Regions from separate parts of the Muntiacus reevesi genome. Here region 2 is linked to region 1. The links are chromatin contacts, called in public Hi-C maps. All regions are on one chromosome and are shown on one strand. Each heading gives the region's core, a stretch centred on a gene start, on an enhancer-like site or on the middle of the called end of the contact. The rest is flanking DNA. Distances are from core to core; before and after follow the strand shown. Region 1 holds the start of SEPHS1 (selenophosphate synthetase 1). Region 2 holds the start of PRPF18 (pre-mRNA processing factor 18).

Evidence for each region. Hi-C and Micro-C count contacts between places; a contact is called where the count stands out from the background.
Region 2: a Hi-C map of muscle shows a contact between it and region 1, with 4 times the contacts expected there. The contact joins the promoter of PRPF18 here to the promoter of SEPHS1 in region 1. A contact is called at or near these places in 2 of 3 Hi-C or Micro-C datasets (blood and muscle).

What each region holds. Positions count from the first base shown.
Region 1 is chr2:27,467,347-27,472,642 of mMunRee1.1, forward strand. It overlaps SEPHS1 (selenophosphate synthetase 1), which reads right to left and starts at 4,007. Exons shown (of 9, transcript XM_065921125.1): 1 at 3,687-4,007; 2 at 699-968. The coding sequence starts at 891.
Region 2 is chr2:27,663,246-27,668,336 of mMunRee1.1, forward strand. It overlaps PRPF18 (pre-mRNA processing factor 18), which reads left to right and starts at 1,882. Exons shown (of 11, transcript XM_065921145.1): 1 at 1,882-2,197. It overlaps BEND7 (BEN domain containing 7), which reads right to left and starts at 1,672. Exons shown (of 8, transcript XM_065921139.1): 1 at 1,209-1,672. The coding sequence starts at 1,269.

The sequences.
Region 1 (5,296 bases), core at 2,757-5,256:
ATCAAGTCACACACTGTAACTACAAAACATCCACAAGCTCCTAGAATATACAACTAACACTCAAAAGGCAAAGTGATCACAAGTCTTGCATCACATCCTGAACAAAGCACACACAGAAGCTAACAGACATCCCAGTAGCTGAGACTTTCTTTCTGAGCTCAATGTTTGAGGAAGGGTAAACCACTAAGGACACCAGGAACCGGGTGGTCAAGGAAACACAGCTCGCAAGTCCAGATGTCAAGCTGGGGTCAAGTATAGACCCAGTCCAGTGTTTCCACCTTCTGTGTCTGGAGCACTTTTCTCCTCCCTTCTCCCTAGAACTTTTCTAGTGATGCTTGTTGCAGAGGAGCCCTGAGTTCCCCCCAACCCAGTCACTGCTCTCCCAGTCCTGTACAAGAATGCGGAACCACTAACTACCCTAATCTGATTTAATAAAAAATACCTTTACTGTTAACAGTTGTCTCTATCATATAGAGCTTTAAAATGGTTAAAGCACATTTCTTGATGCATTTCAAATAGTTCCTCCAAATAAGTTAAAAGGTAAGTTACCATTGCTTTGCTCTGAATCCTTCTTGCAGAAAAATTTTTTTTTTAAAGGCCAACATGGGAAAAGAGAACTCCAGCTTTTGACTCACTGTCAACAATGCATCCAAGATGCTCTACTCGGGAAATATGAAAGAAAACAGTGGTTCACATACCAAGTCTTGGCATAACCGCTCCAAGAAACTGCTCATCTTCTTGGAAGTGGTTCTCCTGTAAGGACTCCAGCAATTTCTGCAGGACATCTTGGGGCACTTTGCAGCCAGTGCCCTTCAGTTCAGTGAATCTGGTTAACCGGAAACTCTTGTCCAATTCATAACTTTCCGGGTTAAAGGACTCCCGTGCAGACATGGTTCTTGGGCCCACACACCTCACGGCCGGGCTCCTCCCCTCCCTCTCCTACGCAGCTGGTTTCTTTATAGATCCACCTGGGTAGCACCAAAACACAAAGACACCATTGAGTTCTCACCAGTACCTGCCAAGAATCAAGTGAATATATGACAGTGAAAAGTAAACATGAAATGGGCTGAAATCACCAATATCATAGGAAAACGCTATCTGGGGCCAGAATGGTTTGACACAGTGACGTATTAGCCAGTAAGTCTTAAAAAGTCACTGTACCATTAGAGACACGTTCTGTATCTATGTTGTTATAATTGTGGCTGCAAGGGGCAGCCAAGAAAACAGAACTAGGAGCCAGCTGGCTTATAGGACACAGTGCCATCTTGAGTAAAAAGTCCCAAACGTTCTTCTAGCTGGTGGCATTACAGGAAAACGAGTCACTTCACCTATCAACCAGGAAGTACTATGGTTGAGAAATGAGATGCCCTGACTAAAGTGACTTTTCAGGAAGACCTTTTGCTATCTAAAAGAAAAATAAAATACCTAACAGGCATTTCTGATGAAATGGAAGTTGATGGATATGCATTTGATGAAATTCTTTATGATGCTAAATTTGGTTTTAGAAAAATGGATTTTGATTCTGAGTCAGAAGTACACAAAACAATCCAAAACTAATAGGAAGCCTGTCTAAAGAACACAATTTGAAACCTGGAATGGCTGCTCTAACACAGCAAGGTTCATTTTCTACAACAGAGCAGTGGAAAGTTAGTTCTCTGATGTTTTAATTCAGTGCTATTTCCTAGAAAGCAAATGCTGCCCAACTAACTAGTAAACAAAATCACTGACAAAATATACTACTCCTCCTCACTGTTTCATTGCAGATCTAAAGTGATAAAATGTACTAAATCACTAGCATTTATAGTTTGGGGTACCGCTGGAAGTTTCTGGAACAAATCTTTGTAAGTTTGAAGCCTTGGGGCTAGATGAAAACCTTTCCTGCGCTCCCGGGGTTTATAAACTTCCAGACTGATGCTTTATTGGGTACAGAAAAACAGACACCCTAAGTTTTAAGGTCAGTTTCCCCTATAAAATTCATGATTAAGAACATAATTCCCATTTATAGAGTTTTCGATCCCTTGGGAAGCACATCACTCATTTAAAATAAATCTCACAAAGCCTGAGTTCAGGCAGTCATCCAAACTGTCTTTACAAGACCATGTTTGGGGTGAGCAATGATTTTGGTTTGAAACCTACAATTGTGAAGAAGTGAACCTTCCGACAGTACAGGAAAACACCTGTGCAAAAGGAGGGTACAAGGCTAATCAAGTTACAGACATGGGAATTCTGAAGCCATTTTACAGCTGGGAAAGTCCAGCAACACTTTGACTTGGAAGGGTTTGGAACAAAAACAACAGTCCTTTCCTCACCAAATGCCTCGCACTTAACACCGCCTCACTCCTACCGGGGGCAGAAAAAAAATCCAACTCACGAGGCATCCAGTTATTTTCCTACCTCCAATCCCTATCCAAAAATAAAAGCGGGGAGGGGAATCTGGAATTCAGGAGGCTAGCTTCGTTTTAAATCTTCCAAGATTTTTAACGGCAAAAAGTTTAAAACACCTTAAGCCCGGAAGGCACTCAGGAGTTTCCAAATTCCAAATAGAATAAGGGACCTAAATTACACACATCTGAATTCAAAAAAAAAAATTCGTGCTTTTTTGGAGACTGGCGCGGGGGGGGGGGGGGAACCTGCAGAAAGGTGTAATTAATGGCGGGGGGGGTTGCATAATATGCAGTCCACTAGAACCCCAAAGTCGCCTGTTTACACCTTTAAAACAATGACATGAATATTTAAAGCAACGGTTAACCCTTTCTTTCCCAGTCACGTTTTAGTTTTTACAAACGAGGGCGCCAAGCGGGCCGCAGAGCCGGGGGAGCGCGGTGAGTGGGGGCGGGAAAGAGCGCAGCCCCGGCCCGGTACCTACCTCCCCCAAGCTCCCCAAGCCCAGGAAACAAACAACAGGGAGGACGCGGCGACGTGGGCGCAAGGGGCGCGTGCCCAGCGGGAACCACACGTCGGGGTGGCGGAGGGCAGCGCTCGGGGACACCTTAAATCCCTGGCTGCCGCCTTGAAAGGCCACCCGGGCCCGGGTTCTTTGTGCGGCGCGGCCAGGAGGCGGAGCGGGGCGGCCGACGGGGCCATGCCCGCCCGCCCGCTCTCTGTCCCGGCGGCAGCGGGAACCGCGCGGCCCAGGCCGCGGGGAGGGCGCGAGGCCCGCACGGCCCCACTAGCCGCGACGGGTCTTCGGGCTCGCGGGCCGGGGCGCCCGGCGTCAGGAGGCGCCCGCGGGGCCGGAGAGAGGGCGCGCGCGGACTGGGGGGGGGGGAGGCGGGGAGGGCCCGAAGGCGCCGCGCCCCGGAGACCGGGCTGGGCTCTCTCGCGGCGCGCGCGGGCCGCCGCCGCACAAAAAATGTCGGCGGGCGAAAAAATTAACCCCTGCGTCGCCGCCGCCGCCCTCCCCCTCCACTCCTCCCCCGCCCTCTCCTCCCTCCCTCCTTCCCCGGCCCCGCGCGGCGGCCGCGGCGGCGGCGGCGGCGGCGCGGGCGGTGCTTCTTTTTTAAAGCGGCCCCACCAAGCCCTGGCTCGGCCCCTCTACAGGCAGCGCTGCAGAGCGCCGGCCGTGCACGGCTCCCGGCGCGCCCGGGCGGCCCGCGGGGGGATCCGCACGGCCGCCCTGGGCCTGCGGACGAATATTCCCCTTTAAGCCTGGTGTCTCGCCCCCCCTCCCCGAGCCAGGCGCTTACCGGTTCGCTTTGCGCCCTCCGCCTCCTCCCGCGAACGGGACTCCGCCGCTCCCACAATGCACTGGGTGCGGCCGGGCTCCCTTAAGCGTCGCCTGAATAAAAAGGCCTCTCCCGGCGGCGGCGCGGAGGGCGGGAGGGCCCCGGGCCGCGCCTGGGCGCCGCGGGGGCTCGGCCTGGCTCGGCGGGCCCCTGCCGGGAACCAGGGCCGCCGCGCTCCGCCGTACGCCGCGCGCGAGGGGCCTTTAAGGGTCGGCTCCCTCCCTTTAAGAGGCGGCGGGCCGCGGCCGGAGCGGCTCGGTGGCTGCGTGCGGCCCGGGAAAGGGGGCGGGGGCGATGTGCAGGCCCGAGCGCGGCAATGATTGGTCTCGGGGGAGGGGTGGGGGGTTGCAAGCCCGAGGAGCGGTGGCATCCGTTGCATGATGCAAAAAGGATTGATTTCAAAAGTTGCGAGTTGCATTGGCAGCAGCCTTTGGCGCCCGGGCCACCTCCTTTTCCTTGACCCTCTGGAAGGGCCGGGAATGTTTCCCAAAACCTGGCGGGATTCAACCGTGCTGCGTTCTGCGGGACGCTGTACCTGCTTCCCGAGCGCTGCCGGCGTTCCTACCGGCAGACAATGAGCACGGAGACAATTTGAAAATCGGGTGGGAGCAGAGGGAATGCCCCCTCTGCCGCGACGAAGGATTTAGAAACACAGACGGCGCGTTTGATTAATAACGATTCTCCCTTCTATTGTTCAGCCTGGCTCGGGAGCTCACACGAGCCTTGGTGAACACGCATACGTCCTGCGAAGTTTCTTGAACGTTTCATGCGTTTGGTAGGAAGTCAGAGCTTAAGGTTCCTCAGTTACATTGTTTGCTCTCCACAGGTCCAAGTCAACATGGCAGCCTAGTATTGCGTGTGTTTGAATGAACACCCAAGGGAGCGATTCAGCTTCTGAGATTACTTTTTTCAGGTTTTCAACTTTCTAACACATTGTTGAAGACAGTGAAGTAAAATGCTTTCTTACGACGCCTTTTCGTGCTTCCCTTTAAACCGAGAAGTTGGAAACTCTGACCAATCTTTTCTAGAATGGTTCAGCATTTTCCAAATATATTTCGGGGCAGGAGTATTTTTCTGTTTTGTGTTTTTAACCAAAAGGTGCTGTAGGTTCTGTTGTCAGGTTTGTAGGCTACGCAGATGCCTATTTCATTCTTAGAATTTCTTCTTGGCAGTTCCCCAGGGTTTTGATCTAGGTGCAATCTAGGAGACTGGGCTATTGCAGGCTCCTCGCGGTCTTTTCTCCGTAGCCTTTCGGGAAGTTAGGAAAGAACACAGTAGCCTAGATTCTTTAATGTGATGTGTTGGACTTTTGTCATAGTGGCATAACCTACTGGTTGACAAACCTAGATTTGCCTCTGAATCGCCTGGGGTAACCCACGTGATGCACTCCCCAGGCAGCACTCCAGACGTCCAGAATCTGGGAAAGGGGATGAAGATCGCTTAATTCTTCTCATCTCCGTCCTTTTAAAATCGATTTTGTGAGTTATCCGAGGCATTTTGGTATTGTGTGTTTACTTTTTAGCAAAAAAAAAAAAAAAAAACAACTGAAAAAAAGATCTTGGGAGATTAGG
Region 2 (5,091 bases), core at 632-3,131, 190 kb after region 1:
ACTTTTTTCATCAAACAGTATCCAAACTAAATTCGAGTTAACAGATAGGAGTAGATCTTCAAAATGTCTATAATCAAAATCAATTTCAGACTAACCGAAAGCAGGCTTTATTGAATCTACAGCACAGTTAGCTTAGCTGGAAATTGCAATCGCCCTCTAATTTTCATCAGCTTACATGTGACTTCTCCAGGTTGTTAAAATAATCGCCTTGCTCTCTAGTCTGATGCCAGTGCTAGATACTACAACAGAGGAACAAAGTGGACAGGTTCTCTGGTTTGGTTTTGACTTCAAGCTGATTTAAAGATGACACTTCAACACGATCATTCTAAACTCAATATTGGGACTTGTGACATGAAGGGGAGAAAAAGTCACCTGCATCGAATTTAAGGTGACACGATGCATTTTGATAGACATAATTTTTTGTCTGCCCTTACATTCTTACCGTTTTTTGAAAAGTCTAATCAGGAAAAATAAAGACTCTTTAACAAGTCACTGAACACAGGCAGGACCATTCAACTTTCCTCTCCCCTGATAAAATAAACCCAAGCCCAGAGACCGCGGTGTACACCTGTTAAATCGTCAGGAACCGGCTGTATTTTTCGTTTTTTTCTTTTTAATGATACTTATCTGACTGTTACGTGATCTATTCGAAAACATCTTCCCTGCCCAAATAACATATCCGGGAAAGATGCTGAATGTCAGTAATTCTTCTCTGGGCTTGGACACCTAATGAGCTTCTTTCTCGGTCTTAACAACAGCCACCGCCACCTTTTCTCCTTTTTGCAGGAGGGAGGAAAAAAGCAAACCAACCCCAAACCACCGCGACCACTGGTCCGGGTGGGTGTCCGCACGGCCTGATGGAGACGCGTCCTCCCCCACCCGGCCGCCGAGCCACAGGCGAGGAATACCAAAGAAGGCTCCCCGCTCCCCAAGTGTCATTGTTTGCTAATTTCCTGATGTGCCCTCCGACTTGTTTACGCGGAATCACATCCTGCCTCCCCCCTCACCCCCAGCCGCACAACTTTCCTCGCCGCCCGGCGTGTGTGCGGCCGAAGCCCCACTCGGGGAGGGGCCCCGGGGCGGGGGGGTATCAGGAGCCCCGGCCCTCGGAGTTGGCCGCACCGGGGCCGGGGGCTGTTTACGCGGCGGCCAAGTCCTCCCTCCGCCGCCCGCACGCCCCCCGCCCGGCCCGGCCCGGCCCGGCTTACCTCGGTTCACCAGTTTGAAGCTCTGCGATTTCCTGCTCCGCTTCCTCTCCGAGAACTCCATGGTGCGGCGGGCGGGCAGGGCAGGGGCTGCGGCCGGGGGCGGCCGGGCGGAGGGACCGGCGGCCGAGGCGGCGGCGGCGCTGGCTCTTGTCACCCGGCAGCGGGAGCGCGGGGACCAAGGTCCGTCTCTTGGATCCGCAGGGGGGAGGCACAGGCAAGGGAAAAACCACTCGAGCCCGCCCGGGGGCTGCGGCCAGCGGGGCCGGGCGGGAGGCGCTCTCCCGGGCGAAGTTGCCCCCTCCTGGCCGCCGCTCAGCTCGCCCCCCGACCCCGGCTCATCCCCGGCTGCCGGGCGAGACGCCGCCGGAGCCGAACTTTCCGTTGGGGAGCGAGTTGGGGGCGGGGAGGGCGGGCCGGGGCTGCCGGCGCCCTGGGCGCTCGCCGCGGGCCGGCCTGGGTGCAGCTCCCGACGCGGCGGCGGCGAGCGCGGCCCCGGGGACGCGGCGGGCGGGCCGAGGGCGGCGGCGGCGGCGGCGGCAGGGTGCGAGCCGGGTCGGGGCGCTGACCGCCCCCGCGGGAGGAGGGGCGCCGGGAGGAGGCGGCGCCGCCGGGACCCCGGGGCCACCTGCTGGCGGAGCGCGGCCGCCGCCATCCCCCGGGGCCCGGGCCGCCGCCACCCACCGGCCTGGCCGCGCGGCGCCTGGAGGAGGAGCCGGAGGCCGCAGCGCAGCGCCCTCGGCTCGGCCGGCCCACCCGCCCCCGGGGACCGCCGTCCCTGCCAGGCGCTGGGGTCCCGACGCCGGTGCCTCGGGGGCCGGCGAGTCGGGGTGCGGCTGCCCGGGGGGGCCTGGCTCTCGCCTCCGAGCTCGCCTGCATCTTCCCGGGGCCGATCTTGTTCTCAACGGCCCTGGGTGTCGGCGACCCTCCTGGCCAGCCCATTCCTCTCGCCGTGAGATTCAGGGTATCGGAGGACCAGACACTGGTTTCAGGCAAGTTTTAGGGGGGAAAAAAAAAAATCAACCAAAACCCCAAAACTTACCCATCTGAGCTCTGCAAAGAAAAGAGATTTTAGAATTTTCTGATCAGCCGAGTATGGAAAAGAGTGTGCTTCAGTTCTTTACTCCAATACGAGGAGGGATGTAGGAAGATTGGGAGTTAAGTTCAAGGAGAGAACTTGGAATGTGGGGCTTGGAGAGGGTGGATGGGGTGAGCAATGCGACGTCAGTGGGCGCCCCACCTCTCTTCTGACTCTTAGGGAAGCCATGGCCAAGGCAGGTGCACAGGGCTCTGCCACTGGGTGTACTAAAGCCAGAATAATCGGCAGGAACGGAAAGCTTGTGTTTTATGTTGTATTCTTTTCTAGGGAGCTAAGAGTACTCCATTGCTTTTTCACAACAACTTGATTGTGGGGATGGAAGAGAATTCTATACCAGCGGGGACTGGCAGGTCAGAAATGTGATCTGATAAGCTGAAAAGTACCGCCACCAAACTGGTCATCTCTAGACGCAAATACAAAGAGAGTAAAGAGATGGATGTCGGAACCAGCACTGTGACAAGTTCAAGTGACCTTAAAAGAGTGGAGAGAAAAAGTGGGGAGGGTATGTTGATAAATGTGGTAACACTGCCAACCTCACTCCAGTGAAGAGGCAGCTGCTCAGGACTCACTCTTTTTTTAAAAATAATTTTATGTATTATTTATTTTTGGCAGTACTGGGTCTTCCTTGCTGGGCAGGTTTTTCTCTAGTTTTGGTGTTCAGGCTTCTCTTTGCAATGGCTTCCCTTGTTCTGGACCACCGGCTCAAGGGCTCTGTAGTTTCGGTTCCCAGGCTTTAGAGCACAGGCTCAGTATTTGTGAAACTACTTAGTTGCTCCGCAGCATGTGGGATCCTCTGGGATCAGGGGTCGAACCGGTCTCCTGCATTGGCAGTCAGATTCTTTACCAAGGAGACACCAAGGAAGCCCCAGGATCCCCTCTTATTTAACAGAGACGCCTAAGAGAAAGGGATAAGTTGGAGGCAACCTGCATAAGCATATACACACCAGGAAATCAAGGAACCAGGTAACCCATCATATGGCAGAAGCAGAGCCTGGTACACCTTCCGAGGTCTTATATTAGGTGGTCAGTTCAGTTCAGTTCAGTTCATTCGCTCAGTTGTGTCCGACTCTTTGCGACCCCACGAATCGCAGCACGCCAGGCCTCCCTGCCCATCACCTACTCCCGGAGTTTACTCAAACTCATGTCCATCGAGTCGGTGACGCCATCCAGCCATCTCATCCTCTGTCGTCCCCTCCTCCTCCTGCCCCCAGCCCCTCCCAGCACCAGGGTATATTAGGTGGTATATATGTAATAAGTGGGAAGGCTGGTGTCAAAGGGGGAAAAAGCACAGTTCAGGGGACTTCCCTGGTGGTCAGGTGGTCAGGACTCTGCGCTTCATGCAGGGGGCTCAGGCTCCACCCCTGGTCAAGGAACTGTGATCCTGCATGCCAGTGCAACAGGGGCCAGATAAACGAATGAGGAGTGTTCCTTTTGTTCCCTAAAATGAACCCTTAAATAAGAGGTTTTTAACTTTTGCTCACTGTCTCCTTGGAGATTATGTTCAGAGTTCAGGGCCTTTTCCTAGAAAATATGTGTAGGACAAACAAAATTATATTCATTTTTCGGAGTTCTAAAAGGTAGCAGAAAGGATTAAAGTGATAACACGTATTGGTCAACTACTCTATTTGGTTTTCTACTGTTTTTTTGCCTGTCTTTAAAACCATGTACCTGAAGGTGTTTTGAAGATTTCAGACAGAACCTGATTCTGTCCCCTGGGCAGGGACCCTTTCTTTCTTTTTCTAGTGCCTTTAAAAATGTTATTCCAGAAGCCACAGGCTGAGGACTGTACTGATTGAAGAACATTTAGGATCGTTCATGCCTTGGAGCATAAAATGAGACTTTATTATGCTTGCTATGATAAAATCATTGAAGGTGCCATACCAAGAAGCAGATCCCTAGGGGGATATTAACAACTTAGCATTTTCAGTTCAAGTGGGAATATGAATTCCGTTTGCTGAAGAAAATATTTTTTATATAGTTAAGAAAAGATATTTCATTGTGATAATGTTTTAAAATAATGATTATTCTCCTTGACCCTTCTTCCTGGCTCAACAGAAATGGTCTGTGAGGAAGTTGGTCTACAGAGGCCATAAGTCAGGGTTGTCCTATTAACAAGTAGAGAAAATCGACAAATACTTGTTTATTCTCCACATTGTGCAAATCACCATACCTTTATATAACAAAAAAGGTAATATATTCAAAATTACCGTTAATAAAAGATTAAATAAGAGGGCTTCCCTGGTGGCTCAGTGGTAAAGAATCTACCTGCCAATGCAGGAGATGCTGGTTTAGTCCCTGGGCCAGGAAGATCCCCTGGAGAAGGAAATGGCAACACACTCCAGTAGGTGTCTGGGAAATCCCATGAACAGAGGAGCTTGACGGGATACAGCCCATGGGGTCCCAAAGAGTTGGACATGACTTAAGTGACTAAACTAGAACAAAAGATTAATAATGATGTTTAATTAGAGATTGCTTTAAGTGGTAGATATTAGTCACTTGAGCTGCCATACAAAATGTAATAGATGAAGTAGTTTCAACAATTGAAATTTACTTTCTCGTGGTTCTGAAGACTAGAAGCCCTGGATTCAGGTCTGGCAGAATCAGTTCCTGGTGAGGGCTCTCTTGTTGGCTTGTAGACAACTGCCTTCTCACAGTGGTGGAAAGAGAGTTCTGATCTCTTCTTATATAATCCCATCATCAGTGTCTCATCCAAAACCTGATTACCTCCCAAAGGCCCTGCCTCTCAGTACCCTCACGTTTGGGGGTTAGAGCTTCAACATAGGAGTG